Linked DNA regions of Oryctolagus cuniculus: region 1 is linked to region 2. A link is a contact called in public Hi-C data. All regions are on one chromosome and are shown on one strand. The core of a region is the stretch at or near the end of the contact, and the rest is flanking DNA. Distances in the headings are between cores, read along the strand shown. Region 1 overlaps TCF4 (transcription factor 4). Region 2 holds the start of TCF4 (transcription factor 4).

The links. Hi-C and Micro-C count contacts between places; a contact is called where the count stands out from the background.
Region 1: a Hi-C map of an unstated tissue shows a contact between it and region 2, with 2.9 times the contacts expected there. The contact joins the enhancer-like site here to the promoter of TCF4 in region 2. A contact is called at or near these places in 3 of 6 Hi-C or Micro-C datasets (ear pinna, psoas muscle and an unstated tissue).

Annotation. Positions count from the first base shown.
Region 1 is chr10:23,065,854-23,072,200 of mOryCun1.1, forward strand. The region is part of intron 14 of TCF4 (transcription factor 4); the gene reads left to right. Among named protein-coding and RNA genes, the nearest start is that of CCDC68, 270 kb to the right of the region's middle. Within about 2 kb of position 3,463, at least 3 of the 8 cell types and tissues checked have an H3K27ac peak or open chromatin away from gene starts, as enhancers often do. A contact at or near this core is called in ear pinna, where this site is marked.
Region 2 is chr10:22,697,287-22,702,824 of mOryCun1.1, forward strand. TCF4 (transcription factor 4) reads left to right here and starts at 4,244. Exons shown (of 19, transcript XM_051851926.2): 1 at 4,244-4,812.

The DNA.
Region 1 (6,347 bases), core at 2,213-4,712, 370 kb after region 2:
ATGGTATATTCAGGGGCACTTTTTTTTTTTTTTTGGGCTAAATATCTGTTTCTTCAATTACTGACCCTAGAAAATGTTTTGACTCTCCATGATGAGCCTTGTGACTTTTTGGTACATTCTGCATAATTTATCAAAGTTTTCCCCACTCCAAAGGACCTTTATTGTGTTTAGCCTAAAACTGAACACAGTGCTCTAGAAATCTCCAGGGTGAATAAGGGTGGGTATACTACTTCCTCCATTCATTACATTATATCTTCACTAAGGGCACCCAACAAAATCTTATTTGCTGTTGTTAAAGCCTCATCATTCTGCTGACATACTGACCTTGTAATCAGCTAAAATCTATAAACCACAAGTCTCTCAGCTATCCTTGTACACTTTTTATTGTACCTGTGCGAAATTCCCCATAACCCCCTTGAACTTCATGGTACAGATTTCAATCTGTTAGTCTAAAGGTCTACACTGGGTCCCCATTCCGTCACATCCTCTGTCAGCTGTGTTGTTAACGAATGTGCTGGGTGCCAGTCATGTCCACATCAAAGCCAGTAATGAAAATGTTGAGCCATGATGCTCAGCACCACAGACATTCCACTGCTTCATACCCCAAATGGCCACAACAGCTGAAGCTGGGCCGAACCGAAGCCAGGAGCCAGGAGCTTCTTCCGGGTCCCCCACATTGGTGCAGGTGCCTAAGCACTAGGCATTCCCAGGTGCATTAGCAGGGAGCTGGGTGGGAAGTGGGGCAGCCAGGAATCTAGCCAGCACCAGTATGGGATGTCAGCACTGCAGGCAGCGGCTTTACCTACTAAGCCACTGTGCTGGACTCCAGAACTCTTAAATAGCCTGAAGGGTAGAATTTCACTCCAGATCTTAGTCCTCAGCATCATATTACAATGCCTACTATATTGGTGGGATTTTTTTTTTTTAAATTAGGATAGTTGCCTATTTCTTGTCCACCATCTCTTCAATTATCCTAATTGCTAATCTCCTCAATTATCAGATATTTTTCTCTTTTAAAGATCTATTTATTTATTTGAAAGAGTTACAGAGAGAGGAGAGAGACAGGGAGAAAGAGAGTGAGCGTTCACTTCCCAGATGGCCGTAGCAGCCAGAGCTGCACCAGGCTGAAGCCAGGAGCTCCTTCTTGGTCTCCCAGGTGGGTGGCCGTGGCCCAAAAATTTGGGCTGACTCCCGCTGCTTTTCCCAGGTCATTAGCAGGGAGCTGGATCAAACATGGAACAGCTAGGATTCGAACTAACACCCATATGGGATGCAGGCATCAAGGGCAGCAGCTTCACCTGCTATGTCGCAATGCCAGCCCCTATCAAATATTTATAAGAGCATTAGCAACCTCAACTCAAAGTTTTTCATTCATACTAATATTGTACCTTTTTTTAAAAAAACAGAAAACTTAAAGAAAAAAATAGAGGGAAACTGTTTTAGCCAATTTGATACTTTAGCATTATTTTAAAGAAAAAATCAAAATGTTTTGAAGACAGTGGTAGTAGTGACGCTCAGCACAGCCCCTGAGTTAAGTGGTTAGGACACCATGCACACCCAGATCTCACATCAGTGGGCCTCAGCTGGATGTATCCCCATCTCCTTCCCCACCCCCTCTACCTATTGGCTCTACATTCTGGCCATGTGACAGAGAAACAGTCAATCTGCCTTGGGTGTCTACCCCCAAGCCTTAGTCTCTGTATGCCAGTTTTCTCATTTTCCCCACTAAAGTACGTATTCAGTATCCTGGAGCCATGAACTTTAAATGAATGAATAAGAAAAACCTTGTTTTCCTAATTTTAAAATATATACATAGAGGGGCTGGCACTGTGGCATAGCAGGTAAAGCTGCTGCCTGCAGTGCCAGCATCCCATATGGACTCTGGTTCGAGTCCCAGCTGCTCCACTGCTAATCCAGCTCTCTAGTGTAGCCTGGGAAAGCAGAAGAGGATGATTGGAGTACTTGGGTCCCCATCCACATGGGAGACCTGGAAGAAGCTCCTGGCTCCCGGCTTTGGATAGCCCAGCTCCAGCCGTTGCAGTCATCTGGGGAGTGAACCAGCAGATGGAAGACGTCTCTGCCTCTCTGTAACTCTGCCTTTCAAATAAATAAATAAATCTTTAAAAAATAAAAATAAAATATATGCATAAAATACATATTTGAAACAGACCCCTCCAAGAATAACTACATAATATTTCTGTATTGTTTTCTTCCTACATTGAGGGAGGGATAAGCAGATACATTTGTAATACCCTGGTAATCATTTTTTTAACTGAATTTTTATTGGATGCAAAGACCCAATAATAAACTTCTCATGGCTTGGAATAGGCATAACCCTTGCATTTAAAAAATGTAATATTCCCTTTGTTTTCTCTGTATAATAGATTTGTTTTCTCAATATAGTAGATTTTCGAGGGAGAAGAGTATTGTATGTATTAGAAAATGCACATGTGTTCAGTCACTCATTCTGCATCTGCTATACTTCCGAGACCATCACAGATGCATAAATGTGCAAGAAAAAGTCTCTCATCTTATAGGCCTTTTATCCTGGTCGGGTAATAGTACAGTATATGTCTAATTATAATGCAAGAGAATTACTCAGTGACCTAACCAGTGATTCAGACAGCTAGGAAAAGCTTCTTAGAGAATGTGTCATTGTATCATTGACCTTCTATTAGTGTCTATGTAGAATTTCAGCAGTAAGAGATACATAGAAAAGGCATTGCAGAGCCATAGAATAAACATGATTTAAAAAAAAAATGAAAATAAAGGCTGTAATGTGCCCAAATAGAAGTAAGAGATGTGCCTGATGAGTCTGTCTGTCGCAGCTCCCAGCTAAGGCTGCACTGGGAGAAAGCCACTCCTCCACAGCACCGCAGTTCCAGCAATTGGCTCGGATATTGCACATGAGAGTCCACAGGAAGAGCGAGTCTTCGTGTGTATTTTTTATGTCCAAATTAAATTAACTCATGGAATTTTCCACCCTTAGGAATTAAAGTAGCAGCTCATGAAGTAATTCAGTTATGTCATTCATACCAAAACAGAAAATACTGGAGCAACTTGGCACTGTTTAAAAGCCAAGATTAGGCCTTGGCCATTTTGTATTTTTTTCAGATTCTGTGGCCGTTGTGTTATTTTAACTTTTATTGTGGCTGTAAATTCTTCAAATCAAAAATATCTTAATTGCTTAGAAAGCACGAGTGTAAACTGGACTCGTCCTAAAAAGAGGATTCAGGCGGGGCAGCCTCAGAAGTGAGGGTTGAAAGATAGAGTATCACATTTTCTGTAGCACGAGGGCTTTCTGTATCTAACTGGTTGACATTCACAGTTGTACGTAATTATAGCTTCCTCTGTCTCCATAAATCATTGCAGAACTGCAAAGTTGAGTTTAACCAAAAGATCTGGCCGGTATTAGTTAAGTGACATCTTGGGGGAAGCATTGTCCTGATACAATAGCCACATTCGTTTCAAAGCACTTAATTGGACATATTGTCAAAAACTACAGTATTGAATTTCCACATTTTAATTTTGCATTTGCCTTCTCCCCAGCTTCTGCACATGGACGGGTCTCGTTTGGAACTGAAAGTGTGTGAAAGTTATTGGAGAATGGTAGTCTCTGGGTAATGTTTCTGTAAGCTGCCCAAATTTTCCCCCTGTAGTCTAGATGGGAAACAGCTGGGTTTTGTTTAAAAAGCTGTTTTGTGAAATATCTGAATCTTGAGATGCAGAACTGAGGTCACTGTTAAAGCAGGTGCTCTTGAACAAGTGAGAAAGGACTCAAGGGGCCCATCAGCCCTGTAGTCTTCTACAGGGTACTTCCTTTTAGAAAAAAAGGTATTGACGCTTGCACCTTTATTTAGGACAGACACCGATATAAGTAATTGCATTAGCAATGCTGTTAGAAATTGGTATCTTTGATCATTGTCAGCCCTTGAATGCGAGCTTAGCCACATACAAAACAAAGCAAAATGGTCATTCCCCTCACAAAGCTTCCAGCTGAGGGTCCACGCACTGGTCTTCTTGGGAGATTAGAATTGCTTGCATTTCCTCTTTAGACATAACAACAGGAAGAGAACGAGAGCTACCCTTTCAACTAAATAGGGCCTCAGCTGACCGTGTCTTCCGAGCTCTTCAATGCAGTCTAAGGAAAAGGGAGAAAAGAACTGTGACTTGGCAAGACCGGTCCCCAAGCAGTTCTGAGAAAAGCAGTGCAAGAAACATGTGGAAGCACTAAAGTGCAGTGCACGTCAGGTATCCACTCGTCTGAAGATGAAAGGAGGTTAGCCTCCTCCCCCGGGAGCTGGAGGTTATTAGCAGCTGTTTATCCAGTCGGGAATCGAGATTAACATTGCAATTTTTTTTTTAAGAACCAGAAGAAAATTTGTTTGGGAAGTTGGCTCTTCATATCAAGTAACTGTGCACTGCCAAAAAAAACTTCCTTTCTCAGAACTCATGTCCTAGAGTTGAGCAATGTTATGATTCTCTGAGAAACCCTGGATTACCCAAAAGTCTATCTCCATTAAGTAAAACAGAGGGGAGCGAAGAAAGGGATGGATGCTTGCCATTGACACACTCCACTCTGTTCTTCCCAAGGTGGACCTTGCTGTTCGGTGTGTTACCTGTCCTTCAGCCTGAGCCTTGGGGGGACGTTCTGCCCCTACTCCTCCATCCTGCTTGGTCTCTGCCACTCTGAGGCTTACTCACATGGGCTTGGTCTGTGCCTATTGCTGTGAATGTCTGCAGGAGATGCAGGAGCTGCTTCCTACTCTATAATATTTTATTGCACCTTTCCGTATCCCCCCCAAAAGAAAAGTTGGATATTGGGGGTTTTCCCCCTGATTTAATGATACTCTTAATGTCATTTTCTTTTATTAAATCCTTTCTTTTGCTTTTGATCTTATTTATAGCAGAGCCACTGGTCATATGGAAGCTATTATTGTATAGCAGGGAGATGAAAGACTTCACTGCAGTTAAATAAGAGTGAATCATTGGGGCCAGTAATGCACACATACAGTGAGGTACCATTTGTGTCCACAGCGCCCTGTGTTGTTCACTTTGTAGGAAAGCCATTGAGATTTATAAAGGGCTTTTCCAAAATCTACATTTGGTCAGAAATATGTATTCTGACAACATGGAAACACATGTTAGTACATAGTCCTTAGCTGCTTGTGTCTTCATACACACACAGTTACTTAAAGAATGCTACTTATTGATGGAAAAACAAATTTTCATTTGCAATTGAGATGTTTATTAGTGTTATATGTCAATTTTTAAAATATGCATCTAGGAGTGCATATTTGGTGAAGTGGTCGGGATGCTGCTTGGAATATTCATATCCCATACCCGAGTGTCTAGGTTCAACTTCTAGCTCTGCTTCCAATCTAGCTTCCTGTTAATTTGCACCCTGGGAGGCAGCAAGTCATGGCCCAAGTACTTGTCCCTGTGACCCACATGTGAAGCCTGGATTGAGGGCTTGCATCCTGATGTTGGCCCAGCCTGGCTCCAGATGTTGCAAATGAAAAGTCTCTCTGCTTCTTTATGTAAAAATGCCACCTTCTTCCTGTAGCAGTCTTTGGCTTCCCAATCAAATATAATTTCATCACCCTTTCATACCCTACATAACCTTGTATTCTTTGTGGCATTCATCTTATTTTATCCTCTGTAGAAATTATATCATCCCATCATTAAATGTAAGTACCTGTAGAATATTAGGTGTCTCTCTTCTTTAGTTTTTCCTTGAAAATGCCTAAATAGTGCCTTGTATATTGAGACACTCAAGCAGCATTTGTTGAATTAAATGAAATGTTTATTATTGGATGGAAACACACCCAAGGTGTGTTTGACAATATCACATTTTAGATTTCAGATGTCATCTCACAGATGCATGTCATGTGATATGTGCCATTCTTTGCTATTTAGGAAGCATCTGGTTGCTCACTTCGGTATCACTGTACTAGCCTGTGACCCACAGCCAGTCCCTGCCCTTGGGATGCTCACTGCTCACATGTAGGCTTTTAGGAATGGCAGCAGAACCACGATCATTAAGATTTATGCCCTGCACGACTAAGTGATGCTCTTGAATGTGTTTTGAGGGTGATGTCTCAAAGAATAGTCAGGAAGAGCCCCATCTGGGCAAAGCAAGGTGGTAAGAAAGTAGAGCTCTGGAGAGCCACTTAGTCTGGAAAGGCACAGCAAGGGGATCTGTGGGATTAGTAAGAGAGAAGCAGTCAGGGAGCCATGAGAAGATGGGGCAGGAAGGGCTTGGCTCAAGCTCTACTGATATGAGTGTGAACCCAGCAGAATAGGGGCCATGAGTAGATACCTGAGAGTCCAGGCGGTTAAGAATA
Region 2 (5,538 bases), core at 2,994-5,493:
GCTGCCTTTCTGACTTAGTCTTATAGTATGAGTAGGGCTCCAGATTGAGGCCCTGTATAGTTATATTCACTTGATATTGCAGCCTAAAAAGATGCTGGGACAGCCCTCCCTTTTGCACACGTCTGCCACAGACTGCATCTTACTTGCTGTGACTTAGCCATTCAATCAACACTGACCTTGACATTTATATCATTCTGATTTCTTTGCCTACTTTTTTATTTTTGGCCTCAGGTCCTTAGTGAAGAGATGCTGACATAAAATAGATGTTCAAAAATTACTTGATGACTTTTTGGATGAATTTCTTTAGAGCATCAGAGAGCTGATTTTTTGTTTGTGGCTTGCTTTTGGATTTAACCTAGGCAGGACTCGGGGAGAGGAAACTGGATGGGCTTTTGAGGAGAATGGTGTGGTGCCTGGATTGGCACTCAGTTGCAGAAGGGCTGCTTCTGGCTATACCACTCATTGGTGACATGATTTTGCATAAGTCATCCATTTGAGCCTTGACATCCTCAACTGAGAATGCAGGTTTTGGTACTAATATGTTTCAATGACTTTTTTCCCCTTAAGGATTCACCGGGTATCACTCTTTGCTACCCCTTCTGTAATCCCATGAACTCAGTGTATGCAATAATGATGCCTTCCTTGATAGGTTTTTCATTTTCAAAGCTCTTTCATACACTTTCTCATTTGGTTTTAACCAGTCATAAAAGGTGTGTAAGAAATGTATATATATTTTTAACATCTGAGATGTGAAACTTGCCCAAAATCAAGAAAAGAAAGTAACATTTGTGTGCACCTTACTGACTGTAGGTGGCAGAATGAATTAGATAGGCTCTCTGCCATGTAGGAAGGAAATCGATTGTTTCTCCTCTAGAACAGCGTCTATATACATACATATGTATATATATATATATATATTAGCAATGGTTTTGGCAACATTGAAATTTTTAAAGTACTTTTTTCTTGTTAAATACTTGAGCTGTAGAATCAGAAATGTACTCAGGTGAGCTCAGCTGGGGAAGGGGAACACTGCAGGAGCTAGCTGGCTCACAGTAATTGGGAAAATATCTGCAGGCATTTCTTCCTAGAACTTGTTTGCTTGCTGTTCTCCAACTCCCAAGACCTTCTCTCTTATCTGAAGAGCAGTTTCCTCTGCTTACTCATAGTTCTTGTTTCCCTAATAGCCGTGGCTGTCACATGGTGTGGCTTCCTGGCACTGGCATCGGCCACCTGATTCCAAGACATGTCCAATCCATCACTCACCATAGACCAATGTCCATCTCTTCCTCTTATCACTCCTGTGGTCCAATCTGCTGGGGCTGGAAGGCAGGATAGGAAGGAGATGTGCGGCAACACATCAAGTTCTACCTTGCTATGGACTAAGTGTTAGGGCCCTCCTCCGTGCCCCCATTCATATGCTGAAGCCCTAACTTCCTGGTAGCAGGAAATGGGGTCTCTGGGAGGAAGTTGGTTTGAGATGAAGTCATGAGGGTGAAGCCCCCATGATGACATTAATATTCTTACAAGATGAGAGACCTGAGTGCTCTCTGTTTCTCCCATGTGAAGATAAAGTGAGAAGTCAGTCAAATGCAAGTCAAGAAGAGAGTACTTCCCAGAACCCAACCACACCAGCCTTTGATCTCAGACTCCCCAGCCTCCAGGACTATGAAAACAAATGTCTGCTCTTTCAGTCACCCAGTGTATGGTGTTCTGTTACAGCAGCCCCAGCTGACTGGGGCATACCTCTCTGTCAGCATCCAGGCAGGTTACAAGGCAGGGGAATCTGTAGATGAAACAAGGCACTCCAAAACATATCTGGTACTTTTTTTTTTTAATTTAAATTTCACAGGGTCCTTTTAAGGCTCTCTAAAAAGCCTCCAGTCCCCACATGTATATTAGAAAGTATCTATTCTCTGACAGCTCAAGAAAAGAACAAAGCCCACATTTATTCCTTAATTTAAAAGAGAAGTGTAGTTACATGGCTGATTGTGGGGTCAAAAAATCAGTCATTGAGTAAAAAGTTACTAGACTGGTAATTGGGAATCCTTAGACCCAAAACCTGATCCTACCACTGATTTCTCTGTAGAATCATTTATTGCCTTTGAAATTCAGAGGAAGGGGGAATCTTAAAAACCTAAAAGTGAAAAGGGACTTCATGGGATTATCTAATCTATACTCTGCATTTTACAGCAAAAGTCATTGACATTGAGCCTTAGGTCACAGAGCTGATTAGAGGTAGAGCCAAGGGAACTTTTCTCTCAAGCCAACATTTGTGATCTTTTCATCACATCATTTTAGTAGGGTCTGCAGAGAGGTTTTATGTGGAGAACCACAGATAATGCTTGTGATAACACGGAGTCAAGTGGTACCTAAATGTAAAATACTATTTTAAGATGAGAACATGGAATCTTCACAACGTGTGAATGGAGAGGAAAACAATCTGCAAATGCCCTAATTCTTTTTCTGTAAAAACTTACACATAAAGAAAAGATCCTGAAAATTGATCTCAACTGTTATTGCCACACATTTTTGACATAATTGGAGATTAGGATGTTCCCATTGACAGATGGCATGAAGGAACGTGGAAGTTAAAGTGGACTCTGATGACAGACTGCCTGGTTTCAGAGATGGGCTCCTTCATAATAGTGATGGTTGTGACTTCAGCAAGTTTGTCTCAGTTACTAAACTGCTGCCTTGGGTCAAGCTACTCCATTTTACTTGGTTCTGTTTTTCTTAATGTTAAGAGAGTAGTTACCCCCTTCACAGAGTCATTCTCAGGATTAAAATGGCCAATATTTATGAAATTCTTAGCACAATGTTTGGCACACATGAAACACACTCTCTGTTACTTGTTATCACTGGCTTTTTCCTGTTGGGAGACGTAAAGACTGTTCTATTAAAATAAGGAATCCTCCATTTAAAGTTCTGTTGGCTAGATTAGAGATATTAGTTCATCAAACTGTTAGAGATGGAAAGAAATCTATTTTTTAGTAAGTGGCAAGTTTTAAAGTTTTATTTTTTTATTTTTAAAGATTTATTTATTTGAAAAGCAGAGTTAGAAAGTCAAGGAGACACAAATATCTTCCACCGGCTGGTTCACTCCACGAATGGCTTCAAAGGATGGGTTTGGGACAACCCAAGATAGAAGCCTGGCCCTCCATCCCAGTTTCCCACATTGCTATTGGGGCCCAAGTAGTTGAGTCTTCTGTGGCTGCCTTCCCAGGAGCATTAGTAAGGAGCTGTATTAGAAGTGGTAGCTTAACCCACTGCCCCACAACCACGGCCTTTTGTTTTGGTGTTCAAGGTTTGCTTATTTCCTCGACAGAGAGCGTGAGCCCAGCTGTGGTTCACTCCCTACAGGGCCCCAACGGAAGGGGCAGGACAAGCCCAAACCAGCAACCAGCAACTCCATCTGGGTCTCTGGACCATCTTGGCTGCTTTCCCAGGAGCCTCAGCAGGGAGCTGGGTCGGAAGTGGAGCAGCCAGTGTTGGGAAGTGCTCTGAAATGGGATGTCCACGTCGCCGGCAGTGGCTTAACCACTGCGCCGCAGGGTATGCCTGTAAATACTGAAGTGATTCCAGCGTTATCCACGTCCTGTGCAAAATTCGTAAAGTGGGCTTTGCTATTTGCGTCTGACCAGAAAACAACCTCCAGAAGGTAACTGCTTGGCCAGAACTGTCAGTTGAGTCAGTCATGCCTTGTGGTATAAAGTCGATCTGAGTGTACAAAGCAATCAATCAATGTCTTCTCCAAGTGACCACTTCCCGGACTGACCAAGTTCTCACGCCTATAGAAAGTGGGGGCGGGGGCGGCGGCGGCCGGGAGGGACCCCTTGCCGCTCGAGCCTCGCCACGGAACCCGCTCCACACCGCAGAAGATCCCGGGCTCGGGTTTGCGGTTGGGGAGGCCGCCGCGGCCTCTTCCGAGCCTTCCTCAGGTTGGGGGGGGTCGGGGGATTTGATTCCCCCGCGTTAAGTCTGTGGAGTTTAATTCGTGTATTTATTCAGGAACTACACTTTCGTGTCAAAGAGCAGGGACGGCCAAGGAACCGGAGCAGCACGAAGCGCGCGCAGGAGGGCCAGGCCGGCCGTCGACGCCGGCACCGAGCACTCTCTGCGCCGCTCCACGCGCGACGGACCCCGTCGCCCGCCGGCGCTCCCGGAGGAGGCGTGGCCGGCGCGCGCCGCCATCTTGGCGGCCTCTCTAGGCCATCTGTTTACCACTCTATGGTCGCCCGCTCCCGCCCCGCCCCTCCCCAGTCATTGTCTGGAGGAGCAGCCGCGGCCGCAGCGCCTTCTCTTTATAAGCCCGCAGTGCCCGGATGTGAATGGATTACAATGTATCTTTCAGGGAAACCTATTATTATCAATGTGACTCCACGGGGGAGTCAATGGTGATGAGGAGGAGGAGGAGGATGATGATGAGACACCTCTAAACTTGGAGCAAGTTTAAGACTTTCTAAGAGGAGAAGAAAAAACACCCACCAACGAGATTTGTTTGAGGAACAATTCTAACTACCCAGTGTTGATTTTTTTTTATAAACCATAAGAAAAAGTTGTTGGATTTTTTTTAATGAATTCTTTTTTTGGGGAGGGCATTTTGTTGCAGTTTTATGGTGGAAAATGCAAAAAGCAGAGCCAGGTGCATGATCCTGTAATCTGTGGATATCCCTGGAGCAGGACTGAGTACCAGTTAAAATACTTTTTTGGGGGATACACATGTGAGATACTAAGTACTTGCAGAAGATTTTTGTCTCTCTTTTTAAAGTCTTTTTCCTTGGAATATTGTGAACATATTTGTGGCCACTTAAGGTAACGTTACTATTTGCTGTCAGAGTAAACTGTTTGTAATTGAATTGAATTTTTAAAATGTCGATCCCAGTGTTTTATGAAAACAAAAGGAACAACCTATGGAATAATCGCCAGTGGGAAAAAGTGTGTGCATGCATCTTGTGTGTGTGCTCGCTCCTCTAGCGATTCCAGGGTGTGTGGAGTGTGCTAGCACACGTTGGAATAACTATGTTGCCTAGGCTGGATAAAGCACGCTTGTTACTACCAGACGATAGGACGGTGAAGCTGGATTTTTATCCTGAAAAGTGATGTGGAAAAGTATGTTTTAGGAGCATGCAGGGCCTATGATGTGAAATGTGGAATTAAAAAACAGCGCGGGCGAATGGGGACTTCGCGTGCCTAGGAACTCAAGTGTGAAAACAAAACAACATCCATCCCCCCAAATTGCCTTTTTTTTTTTTTCCTCTTCTTGCGAAGTTTTTAGCCGTACTATTCTGTGAGTCCAAAGGGAGGGGGAATAGAGTGGGCAATGCAGGGCTCGCCCCCGACGCAGAACTACCCGGACGGAGGTCTCCCCGGCCAAATGCGGCTGGGTTTCTCTGTGGAAAGGGAAAATACGGTTGCTCTTGGCAAAGTCTTTTCGCATCACGTGTATCGCAGCCTGGTATAAACTTGCTTTGCCGTGTGTGGCCGTGCGAGCGCGAGGGGACGGGAGTGGGGGCGAGGGCGGGATGTGAACTCGAACAC